2 separate regions of the Mus musculus genome follow, and region 1 is linked to region 2. Evidence: chromatin contacts called from public Hi-C data. All regions are on one chromosome and are shown on one strand. Each heading gives the region's core, a stretch centred on a gene start, on an enhancer-like site or on the middle of the called end of the contact. The rest is flanking DNA. Distances are from core to core; before and after follow the strand shown.

Region 1 (5,600 bases), core at 1,189-3,688, 140 kb before region 2:
TTTATTTATTTTTATATGTGTGTGCATGTATCTGTGTATGTATGTGTGTATATGAATATGTGTGCATGTGTATGTAAGTGTGTGCATGTGTGTATGAGTGTTTATGTACGTACGTACATCTGTGTGTTTGACTGTGGGTGTTCATGTATGTATATGAGTGTGTAAGTGTGTGCATATGTGTGTGTGAGTGTTTATGTATGTACATCTGTGTGTATATGACTGTGTGTATTCATGTGTGTGTATGGGTATATATATATGAGTGTGTGTATATATATATGTGTATGTGTGTGTGTGTGTGTATGTGTGCATGTGTGTGCCTATATGTATATATATATATATGTATATATATATATGTGTGTGTGTGTATATGTATATATATATATGTATATATATATGTGTGTGTGTGTGTGTGCATGTGTGTATATATGTGTGTATGTGTGTGTATACGTGTAACTGCATGTGTATGTGTGTGTGCATGTGTGTATGTGTACCCATAGAGGCCCAAATGGGGCAACAGGTCTTCTGGAGATGAAGTTTATAGGTAATTGTAAATTCCCAAAGTGGGTACTGGGAACCAAATTCTGGTTATCTAAAAACAAACAAACAAACAAACAACAACAACAAAACCAGTAACTCTGAACTGCATCTCTTCAGACAGCAATTAAAAAGTAAATATTCAAATTAATACACAAAGCGCTAGGTTTCGTTATGTCATTTTCAAACATACTTCATTTTTGTTAATCTTCCTGACCCTGAACTGCTCCACCTCAGTGGAGTCCTTGCACTTCTCCTTCTTCACTTTTTTCTCTTTCAAGCTCCCATTTCTTGTTTTAGGACCTATAGTCACATATGTCTGTGTATCAACGTTAAAAGCTAGGAACTCGATATGAGAGAGAGCAGGAGGTATCGGCCTATGTCTAGGTTACCTCACTTAATGGAATAATTTCCAGATTCAACCATTTTCCAGAAAATTCCAGTTTTCTTTTCAGCTGAATGAACTTCCATTGTGTGCATGTATCTGTGTCTGTATCTGTATCTGTGTCTGTGTCTGTGTCTGTGTCTGTGTCTGTGTCTGTGTCTGTGTCTGTGTCTGTGTCTGTGTCTGTGTCTGTGTCTGTGTCTGTATCTGTATATGTATATGTATACTTATACATATACACACATCACCTTTTAATTCATTATTCATTTCTGGATGATGTTGAGACTGGTTCCATTTCCTTGGCATTAATAGAGCAATAAATATGGATATGCATTTCTATGGTAAGATTTAGAGTCCTTTGGGCACATTCTCAAGAATGAAATAGTCGGGTCATATGGAAGGTCTATTTTTAGTTTTCTGAGAACCCTCCACACCGATTTCTATAATGACTGTACTAGCTTGAACTCTCACGTCAGTGAATCTCTGTATAGTGAATCATTAGCCAACTAGGCAATGCTGTAGATTGACAAAACCTAGATCAAGGTGTTTAAGGCCTAGGATCTAGGTTTAAAAAAAATCGCTGGTGCTGTAAATGTTAACTGGGTCAAGTCTCTTTGGGGGTGACTTTGGATCCTACTGTATGGCTACCCACCTTGCTGGGGCTTTTGCTTCCCTGACAGTTTATAAATCTCTGTAGCTATTTGAATTCTTGGAATGGATTTTGGTCTTGGGTAGTGTAATAGACTGGATATGAATCTACACTTTGACTTAAACCAGTCATACAAGGAGTAAGAGTCTTCCAATTGTTCAAAGTGTACCAACTTCCCCAGCTATGAGTTGGCACGGCACTTTATACACAGACTTGGGTATTCATTCAGATGGTGTCTGTAATACCTTAGGGTGACACTGAAAACACTGCAGAGACAAAGTTCCACACACTGACCAGAGTCCGGTGAAACAGGCCAGGAATCTCCTTTCCCCGTTGAGGCAGTTGGTTTGCAGACTACCTGTTGGTCTGGAATGTATGTGGCTTCCCTCTGTGAGACCACTGAATGCATTCAAACCATAGGGAGCCCCTGACCCCCTACCAGCATAATTTCCACTGGGATGCTTAGACTAGAGAGTGCAGAACTGCTTCTATTAGATTCCTCATTGTGGGACCAACCTGCTCATTCTTAAAAACTTTAAGGAAGAAAAGAGGACAGCAACCAGTCATAGGAGAATAAAAATATTAGAAGCAAGCAGTCATGGCCAGCTAGGAACTCCCAGTCTCTGGTGTCAGTGGGGTTAATAGCTAATTGCTCAAGAGATGGGGCCTTGTGTTTTCCTTTCCCAGGACTGTTGGGGCCATAAGGCTGTTCATGTGAGTATAAGGCCAGCTGTTGTCAGTCATTTCTCTACTCCCCACCCACAAGCCCCAGGGCGGCAGATGTGTTAGGTATCCCCTCTCTCTCTTGCTGAGTCAAATCACTCCCAGATGAGAGAGAAAGAGCAGATGTGGCCCAAAGCAGAAACCTGGGCCTGGGGTTGTTTGCTGGCTTGCTTCAGAGAAGTGCCAAGTGGCTGCACTTCCTTTGTCGTTGGGGAGCCCGGTCTGGGCTGTAACAGGTGCTGCTCAGGATTTTTATTGTGGATGTAGGGGAGACTCAAAGATGGTTCAAACGACCCACCTCCCAGCCCCCACTTTGTTTTCTGGAGGCAAACCTGGATTAAGAGGCCCAGAACAGACCAAGACTGCTTCAGGCTCTCCTTATCTTCTGCCTAACCACTTGAGGGACTTAGGAGCAATAACACCAGGCTTCTTTTAGAGATTAGATAAATTTGCATTCTTCCCCACAGACCCACCCCCAAGCAGGAGGAAGTGCTGGAGGAAATAAGTTATTAAAAGAGTGTGTGGGTGGCAAACGTGTGTGGGTGATGAAGGGGGCCTGTTCCTTCTTTTCTCAGGCTGAACGTTTTCCTCAACTCTACACTGTAACCCCTGAAAATGTAGGTATGTAAGGATGACACCCGTTACCTCAGAAAACTCTGAGCTCTGAAACTATATTTCTAGGGAAAAAAGATTATTACTCAGAGGATTAAAAGTATCTCTTGCAGTTTGTCCCACAGCCCTAGGGATTCTAGTTAAGTCCTATGGTCCCTGTACCTCACACTGAGAGCATCAAGAAAATCAAACCAGTAGCCCACACAGAGAACCCAGCAGCCCACACAGAGAACCCAGCAGCCAACATAGAGTACTGATCACTGTCTTGGCAGGCTCCTGCCTGTTGCCCCAAGAGGATGGATGAGATCATTTTGAAATTCTCTACTGCTTCTGCACTCTTTTTCCCTTTTCAAAATTCTCTCCCACCCCCATCCCTGTGTATGTGTGTGTAATGATTAGAGAAAGACAATTAGCAAGACCTTAAGTTATTCTGTTTATAGAACTGCAGCAACACAAAGAAAACAGTTGAATGACGGGCATGAAGGCTGGTGAGATGGCCCTAGGGGTTGCCACCAAGTCTGATGAGTTGAACTCAACCAATAAACAGACATGGTGGAAATGGAGAACTTTGGACTTCTCTCTCTCTCTCTCTCTCTCTCTCTCTCTCTCTCTCTCTCTCTCACACACACACACACACACACACACACACACACTATACCATCTGTCCCCTCCCCTGACAAAATAACTAAATAAATATGAAATATTATATGATTGGCATGAAACATCAGGACACAGGAGGGTAGGTAGTTGAAGGAACCATAGGGGAAGAACTTTTACTTTTGGCAAGTTAAAAAATGAGACATATCTAACCAATTCCTCTTCAAACATGAAAGTCTAAATTAGTGGATATTATAAGATGTCTTCTCTAGCCTCCTGGGGTGTTGGTAAGTTCTGCCTGTATTCACCAGGTGATGTGCTCAGACTGCTGGCATACCCTTGGTTTGCTGTCCCTTAGGGATGACTCTCTTAGCCAAATAAGCTGGGTTTTAGTGCCATGGGCTCTGAGATCAGGCTGTTTGGGTGTTGGGCCTTTTGCAATGTCCTCTGCCATGTGAGTCCTCTGATCTCTGTCCCTACTCTTCCTAGACCTGTATCTATCTACCTGACCCTTTCCTCTGAGGTCCTACTGTATAGCCCGGAGCCTGGAAATTGGGTAGTTTTGCTCCCAAATAGCTTCATGTTGGGGTGCTTCCTTGTTGGAGTGCTTCAGGACAATTTGCAGCCCCTGTGGCAGAGGGTCCCTCCGCACAGCTCATGTGCAGAAGATCAGGTGGAGGAGCCTCCTTCCCACAGTGCTAAAGTGTAACTATATCAGTTGTTTATGACCATCTCACATCCCACACTTGCCTGCTCTGCCTCCACCAGATCTCCCCACCTCCTGACCTGGTACCTCTTGCTCCTCCACTTCTCCTGGCCCCGCCTCCGAAAAGAAATGACTTCATGCTACAAATTGGAGTGACCAGTATTGGCTCAAGACTCCCAAGACCAAGTTCTCAGCATAAAGAGATTTATTTGCTCTAGAGGGATAAAGGGCAGGAAAAGAGACAAAGACAGGAGATAGAGGACAAGAGTGAAGGGGAAGGGGACAAGGAAGAAGGAGGGCATTTGTCCCCCAGGGACAAAAGACTGCCTCTGGATAGAGAGGAGACAGATGTGGTCCATAGGCAAGGGATGGTTTATAAAGGTACAAGGGGACTCTGTCCCCCCAATGTTAGGATGAGGTGTTTAATTTTGATTAGGCCTGTTAATTAGGTGAGTCAAAGGGAGCTTTTGATTTCTGGACTCTAATACTTAAATAGCCGGGCCTTGGTAGTCAGCCCCCAGAGGAGGAAGTAGTAGCTAAATAAGGGACTAGACCTTGGGGGCTAGCTTTAGGAATGTGATCTAATGGTTTCTTAGCAAGTTCTGCCAGAGCCTTGTTTACCAAGCTTGAGCTGGCTAGAGTCCCTTCATGAATCATGTCTACAAAGTTCCCATTTCCAAAGAATAAGCAGGGTTTTATTTGCTGACTCGGGCCAAAGCACTGTGTCTGGATTACCTGCTCACTCTCTAACAAGCCTCCTGGGGGACCTCTCCCATGGGGTGCCCAGCTTACAATATCAATGCAGCCATAGCACTCACTCCTCTTCAAACACATGGAAAGACGTGGATGCCCATGTAGCGCATATGTAAAGGCCAAGTAATTGCCAACATTATATGTAGTTTGACTCTCTATCCCTGTGTGTATGTGCATGTGTTAAAAATAAATTACAGACATTAAAATATTTTATCCCTAAATACTTCAGCTTGTATTTCATGCGAACAAAGAGATTTTGTAAATTATACCCTTCATACCCTCCCAAAATTTCATACTATGAAACACTGTAATAGACAAACTGTTTATAAAATAGCCCTTTCCCTCCCCAGTCTTCTGCCTTCACACTAGCAGCCAAATGTAGTAGTGGTGGGTACTTGAAAATGCCAAGTTCTCCCTATCCAGGGTGTGTGTGTGGTGAGGGGTGGGGGGTGGGGGGTGGGGGCAACTGTTGCTGATGTTAAATTAGCTCATGATCAGAGATGTGCCAAGTTATCTCAAAAGGCATAAAAGCTGCCAGCTAGATCTTCAACATATGACTGTGTCAAGATTGAATATGTTAACAGGTAAAGAGGAGCCCAGGTCCACGGAAAAAGCCAGAAGCAGGTAATTTCAGTGTTCAA
Region 2 (6,057 bases), core at 2,152-4,651:
AAATAGCAACTTTTAACTATCTCAATGAGCAGTCAAGAGAAGCTTAGTCACCACAGCCACCAACTGTTGTCACATACCTCAAGTGCATTTATGTGTACAGAAAACTCACAGCCAGTCTCTTAAGTGTACAGACTCTAACTAGCCGTCACCCGGGCTTTTGGACTTGAACATGGTGTGGAGGAAAATATGCTTTTTCTCTCTACATTAGATTTTTGTTATTGTACATTATGGGGACTTGTAGATGTAAAGTGACAAACACTGGTATGCCATTAAGATGATAGCCATAAAGAGAGACCAAGGAGTCAGCATTGGACAGTTAAATGTTAGTTACTTCTCTGGTTATTGTAGGGGCTGCTGCAGAGGAATAGAACCAGGTGCTTTGGACCAATATCATGGGGCTCAGATCTGGCATGGGGCAGAGAGGAAATACGGCAGAGAGCGATGTCTGGAAGACTCTGAAATTTAGAAAGATAAGGCAGAACCTGACAAACCATTGAATGGAGATGCTCAGATGTTTTCTCTCTTGGGGAAAGATCCACTTATCCAGTGCACCCTTCTGTGAGTGACAGCTCCCTGCTCTATACTCCATCGGCTAGTTTTGACCCTTAGGGGTTCATGTAAGCAGAAGTGGTGGCCATAGCAACTGCCTCCACCATGAGGTGTGCGAACAGCAACATCAACATCACAACTCTTCATTCCGAACTCTGAGCAGAGGTGGGGCTCTGTGTAGTGCAATTTCCAGCTGATGCTGTTGCTTTGTGTCTTAGGGTTAGACTGAGCTCAACATACACAGCTCACACCCACACATGCATTAGCGCTGAGAAAGAGGGCTAGTAGGTGCCCTTTCTGTGCAAAGGATACACATTCTAAGACCCCAGTGGATGCCTGAAACCATTGCTAGTACAAAGGTGTGTTGTATTATGTGTGTGTGTGATATTATATATATTACAAATGTCATATATGCATGGCAAGAGAAAAAAACAGGAGACACAGAACCATAAGCTGTCTCCTTTTTCTATATATATCTTTGATAAAATTCAAATTATAAATTAGGCACAATGACAACCCAATTACAATAACAAGGGACTAGAACAGTCCCAACCATTACTTTAATAAGAGTGATGCTTTTGTGGTCTCTCTCAATATCTTTTATTGAACCGAACTCGACTTCCATCTAGTAATGGTGCAAGGAGGCCTTAAAAGGGAGCTTCACAGCTTTTCTTTAGCATAACCGTTACTTGCACTATGGTTCTGGTGTTTTGGAACCCTCCTAACTACTAAGGATTTCCTGAAACTATGCCCAACGATAGTGTGATCGTCGAACCAATACCCAGTGACTACTAACTGAATAGTGGGCAGCAAGCGTATAAGCATTGTGGATGTGCTAAAGCAAAGAGACGACTCAGGTAGAACAACACAGGTGAGATATCTTCTCACTGTGAGGAGCGGGTGTGGCGGCAGTCCCAAAGGCGCCAGGGACTGCAGCTAAGTCGTATGACTTGCACCTGACTTCCTCATATAAACCACAAACATCTTGAGAGCTGCACAGGTGTACCAGGATACTGGTGAATCCATTTTGATGGAGATATGCCCCTGCTGCCCTGATTAGCTGAAGCTGCATGCCTGGTGAGGTGGCGTGGCCTGCTGTGCGTGGATGGGAACTGAGAGTATAAAAGAGTGAGAGGCCCAGGGTTCGGGGGAGATATAAACAAGGGAGATATAGAGAAAGAAGAAACAGGACTGAATAAACGTGTGCAGAAGGATCCTGTTGCAGCGTCATTCTTCCTGGCCAGTTGGGCTCGCGCAAGATCTCACCACTCAAAATGGTACGCAATTCAAAACAGATTATTTCCAGAGGTTTCTGTTTCATATTTTCAGACTGTGGTTGATCTCAGGTAACTGGAACAAACAAACAAACAAAGCAAACAAACAGAAACTGGGAAAAACATGAAAAAATGAACTGCAATTGATTGATTGGTCAGAGAATGGCTGAATATTTCATGCACTGAGAGAGTTCCCAGTAGTCTCCATCCTTGCCCGGCAGGAGTCCTCAGCTGCCTCCAACCTCCTAAGTGGATTCAGGTTGAGTTTCCTACAATTCTGACTCCTGAAGTGTCAGCTGAAGTGGGTGGAGCCAACACTGGCACTCTTTCTATTCTGTAGAAGCCTGACCATGAACACAGAAGCATTGGTAGTAGCCACTGTGAACTTAAGCCTCAGAAAGACATGCAGAGGACAGAGTCCATACCTAAGTGGCTTGTTGAAAACAAAGGCAGGAAGTGCTCAGACAGCCCGGACCCAGCTCTGACACACTCCATTCTGACATGCAGCATTCTGTGCATGCTGCCAAAAACTCGGCAGGGAGGAGGTGGGCAGAGGCCATGGAGGTTTTGTTGCAGTCTTCCAATATTCTTGGCTATAAAAGTAATGTGACCACACGATTCTTGCTCATTTCGGAGTAAAGCGCTCATAAAAAAAGTAAATTGTGAACATAAAACTGGTAAATTGGAAAATGGCCATCTGTCCTGGGAACACGCTAAAGAGGCAGTTTCCTCTAGCAAGAGACCATGTTGGGCTGCTCTATGCTGCTACAGTACCATGCCTGACCGACACATCGCTTAGGCCCAGCTGGAGAAGGGGTTCCTGAATGGGCATGTGGGAGCCTTAGGAATGAGGCTGGACGTGATCACTGTGATTTGCAGCAAATTATCAATATCCACATGGACTCCTCTCTGTTCAAAATGGGAATAATGATCCTTAATGTCGACAAAGACTGGTGAAGGGTTTTATGACTGGGGAGACAAAACTACAAGGCTGAATTTCATTTGTGATTACCATTGTTGTTATTGGCACCTGTCTTGTCTGTCTTCCTTTCTTCTTCCTTTCTTCCTTTCTTCCTTTCTTCCTTTCTTCCTTTCTTCCTTTCTTCCTTCCTTCCTTCCTTCCTTCCTTCCTTCCTTCCTTCCTTCCTCCTCCTCCTCCTCCTTCCCCTCCTCCTTATGAGGCAGAGTTTCTCTTTGTAGCCCTAGCTGTCCTGGAACTCACTCTGTAGACCAAACTAGTCTCAACCTCAGAAATGCTCTAGACTTTGGCTCAGGTAAGACCCTTGATTCCTTTGGTCCATGACACATGAGCGTACTTGAGCTAAAGACTGTTCAGTGCTCTGTTTTCTCAGGTATCTTAGGAGACAGAGGTGCTAAAAAGAAATTGGTAGATTGGTTCATGAGTCCTTTGGGTCCTCCACTGTGATTTCAGCCAGAGTGAGACAGGGGTCCTGGGTGCAGCTCTCAGTACTTTCATGGGACCTGCAAAGGCAGTGAACCCAAGCTCAGCCCAACTCTCACCAAGAAAGGAAACCTGCTCCCTGAGCCCGGCTTCCCTGAGTACCAGAGAAATGAATGACGGTTCCTTGTGACTCATTCTGAGTCAGACGGGGAAGGAAAACAAGGCCATCAAAGTTCAGCTTTCAAATGTGTAAAGATTTGGCCGTTTGATTTGTGACCAAGCTTGATCTGAAGAAGTAGAAGGGAAACTGTGAATGCTCCCTTCCCTTAGTTTATCTAAGCTCTTCGGGGGTAGGCTGGCTAGAGGCTCTAAGACAGTGGTTGTCAGCCTGTGGGTCAAAATGCCTTTAGCAAATTTCTATTTCCAAAATATTTACATTACAATTCATAACAGTAGCAAATTACAGTCATGAAGTAGCAATGAAAATAATGTTATGATGGGGGCCACAACAGCATGAGGAACTGCATTAAAGGGTCGCAGCACTAGGAAGGTTGAGAGGTGGGGGGGGGAGATCTTCCTGCAGAACCAGATGCTCACAGCCATCCTTAGTCAAGCAACACCTAGCCTGGTCCCACCTCTTTCCAGCAAGCATGATTGTCCTCTTCATCCGAGTGTCTTTGTTGCATTGAATCTTACCTACCCTGGTCTCTTTGGGGAGAACATGCTCTGCTGTACATTTATAGATCTCCTAGGTGTTCACAGGTTAGCATTTCTTCTAGGTTCTGCCCAGCAGTTACCTAGCAACAGCCTGGCTTGCCTTAAAAGGACTGTTTGGCCTCTCTCTCTGACCACCCCCTCCTGCCTCTCTCTGGCATCCCTGCCCACATCTTTCCACTTATTGACAGCCTGCCTCTTCTCTCCTCTCTCCCTTTCTCCTCTGTCTCTTTCTCTGTCTCTGTCTTTCTCTCCCTCCCTCTCTCTTCCTCTTTCTCTCTCTCCTCCTCCTCCTCCTCCTCTTTCTTCTTCCTCTTCCTCTTCCTCTTCCTCTTCCTCTTCCTCTTCCTCTTCCTCTTCTTCTTCTTCTTCTTCTTCTTCTTCTTCTTCTTCTTCTTCTTCTTCTTCTTCTTCTTCTTCTTCTTCTTCTTCCCCTCTCTCTGCCTCTACTCTCTTCTCACCCCCACTCCCTCTTTCTCATGTACCCAAATAAACTTCATCTTATACTAGACTGTCATATAGCTGACACCTCACTCAAATGGGCCCGCTAAGGCATCCCCTCCCACCACATCATAAAGGGTTTTACAAAATACATCACTAGGGACATCATAAAAAGTATCCAAAGCACGTGTCTTGACCAATGGAATTTACACTCTCACAGTGGAAGTCTGAAATCCAGGGGCTAGCAAACCCATGCTCCTTCTGAAGGTTCTGGGGAAAGGTGTGTGGGCCAGATCTTTTACTTCTCCATTGTAATAGCCTCAGATGTTCCTTGTCTCATGGAAAGTCGCTATCTCCCTGAGTCATTTCCTGGCATCTCTCCTCTAAGTATGTATTTTACTATATCCAAATTTCACTGTTTCTGAAGAATATCCCTCACATTGGGATTGGTTGGGATTTGTCCTAATCTACTCTTGTAACTGGATTACCTCCACAAAGACCCTATTTCCAAATAAGGTCACACTTCAAGTCACAGGTGCTAGCTTTTGGGGGCAGGTATGAGTTTGTACATGTGTGTGTGTGTATGGGGGTTGTCATAACTGAACCCATAGTGGAATATGAACTTTGATGACCACAGGTGGGACTCAGAGCTCCCTCCTGCCGATTCTCACGTACGTCCATATTCTCTCGAAGGAATTAAGTCATCTGGGCTTCATAGTATTTCTCTAGAAAGCAGGTATTTCTCTCACCATGCAAACTGGAAGTGATACATTTAGCACTGAGCACTGCAGAGATGGATCTGTTTGGGCTCAGAAAGGTCCTGAAGTCTGGGTGTGTTTTCACACTAAAACAGGAAGCTGAGTGTTCCTCTATCGGTGTCTGATGGGCTGAGCCTGTGGATGGTGTAAATAGTACTCAGGGGACAACTCTAAGCAGTGTGTCCTTTCCATGTTCCCACCCAGTGATGCCATCAGGACCTGCCTGGGTTGGGGCTGGCCCCTCAGGTGGCCGTGACTGAATGGAGTCCTAACCCTGACACCTGACATTGAGTCACATGGTGACTCGATGGTGACAATGGCATCCTATTTCTGCCATCTATTATATTTCGCTGGATTTAACTAACAAATATCTGCCTCAAATAACACTCCCTGTGACTGGAAAACCCTTATTTGCTCTTCTGCTACAAAGCCACCCAATCTGTTACAGATTTAAGACATGACCTATATGAACAAGTCATTAAACATAACACTACAGTTTATGTTAAAGGTAATTCATACTCAGTAGAGAAAATGGAAGCTGAATACTGTTATTTTATTTTCATCTGCATTTCTAAAAAATAAGCTTGATGTGAATCTGATATTCACTGGTACTTCCTACTTGCCTGGGTCCCACACCCACGTTGGCACACTTCATTCCTATAGAACTGCCGCCATCTCTGTGTATTCTGTCCATTCTGTGGATGGGTAAATACAGCCACGGGGAGGTTTGGATGCAGACCTGTCTCTGCACGTGTCAGTTTAACATCCATTTCTAAGTTCACCTCTTCAAAAACCTTTCCCTGATAAACTCTGGATCTAATGGATCTCCTTTCAAAGATCGTTTTACTTGAAGGCACTCTTTCTGTAACTTGTAAAACAAAACAAGAACAAACAAAAAAAAAACACAGATGTTTTTAAA

The links. A called contact is a pair of places that touch in the nucleus more often than the background predicts.
Region 1: a Hi-C map of Th1 cells shows a contact between it and region 2, with 2.2 times the contacts expected there. The contact joins two enhancer-like sites. A contact is called at or near these places in 1 of 39 promoter capture datasets (hippocampal neurons), 7 of 484 Hi-C or Micro-C datasets (CD8 T cells, Th1 cells, bone marrow-derived macrophages and 2 more) and 4 of 115 datasets of contacts at active chromatin or transcription factors (CD8 T cells, bone marrow-derived macrophages and pancreatic cancer cells).

What each region holds. Positions count from the first base shown.
Region 1 is chr8:34,668,674-34,674,273 of GRCm38.p6, reverse strand. No RefSeq gene overlaps it. Among named protein-coding and RNA genes, the nearest start is that of Gm46069, 18 kb to the left of the region's middle. Within about 2 kb of position 2,438, at least 87 of the 459 cell types and tissues checked have an H3K27ac peak or open chromatin away from gene starts, as enhancers often do. A contact at or near this core is called in CD8 T cells, Th1 cells and bone marrow-derived macrophages, where this site is marked.
Region 2 is chr8:34,527,630-34,533,686 of GRCm38.p6, reverse strand. No RefSeq gene overlaps it. Among named protein-coding and RNA genes, the nearest start is that of Gm33968, 10 kb to the right of the region's middle. Within about 2 kb of position 3,401, at least 60 of the 459 cell types and tissues checked have an H3K27ac peak or open chromatin away from gene starts, as enhancers often do. A contact at or near this core is called in CD8 T cells, Th1 cells and bone marrow-derived macrophages, where this site is marked.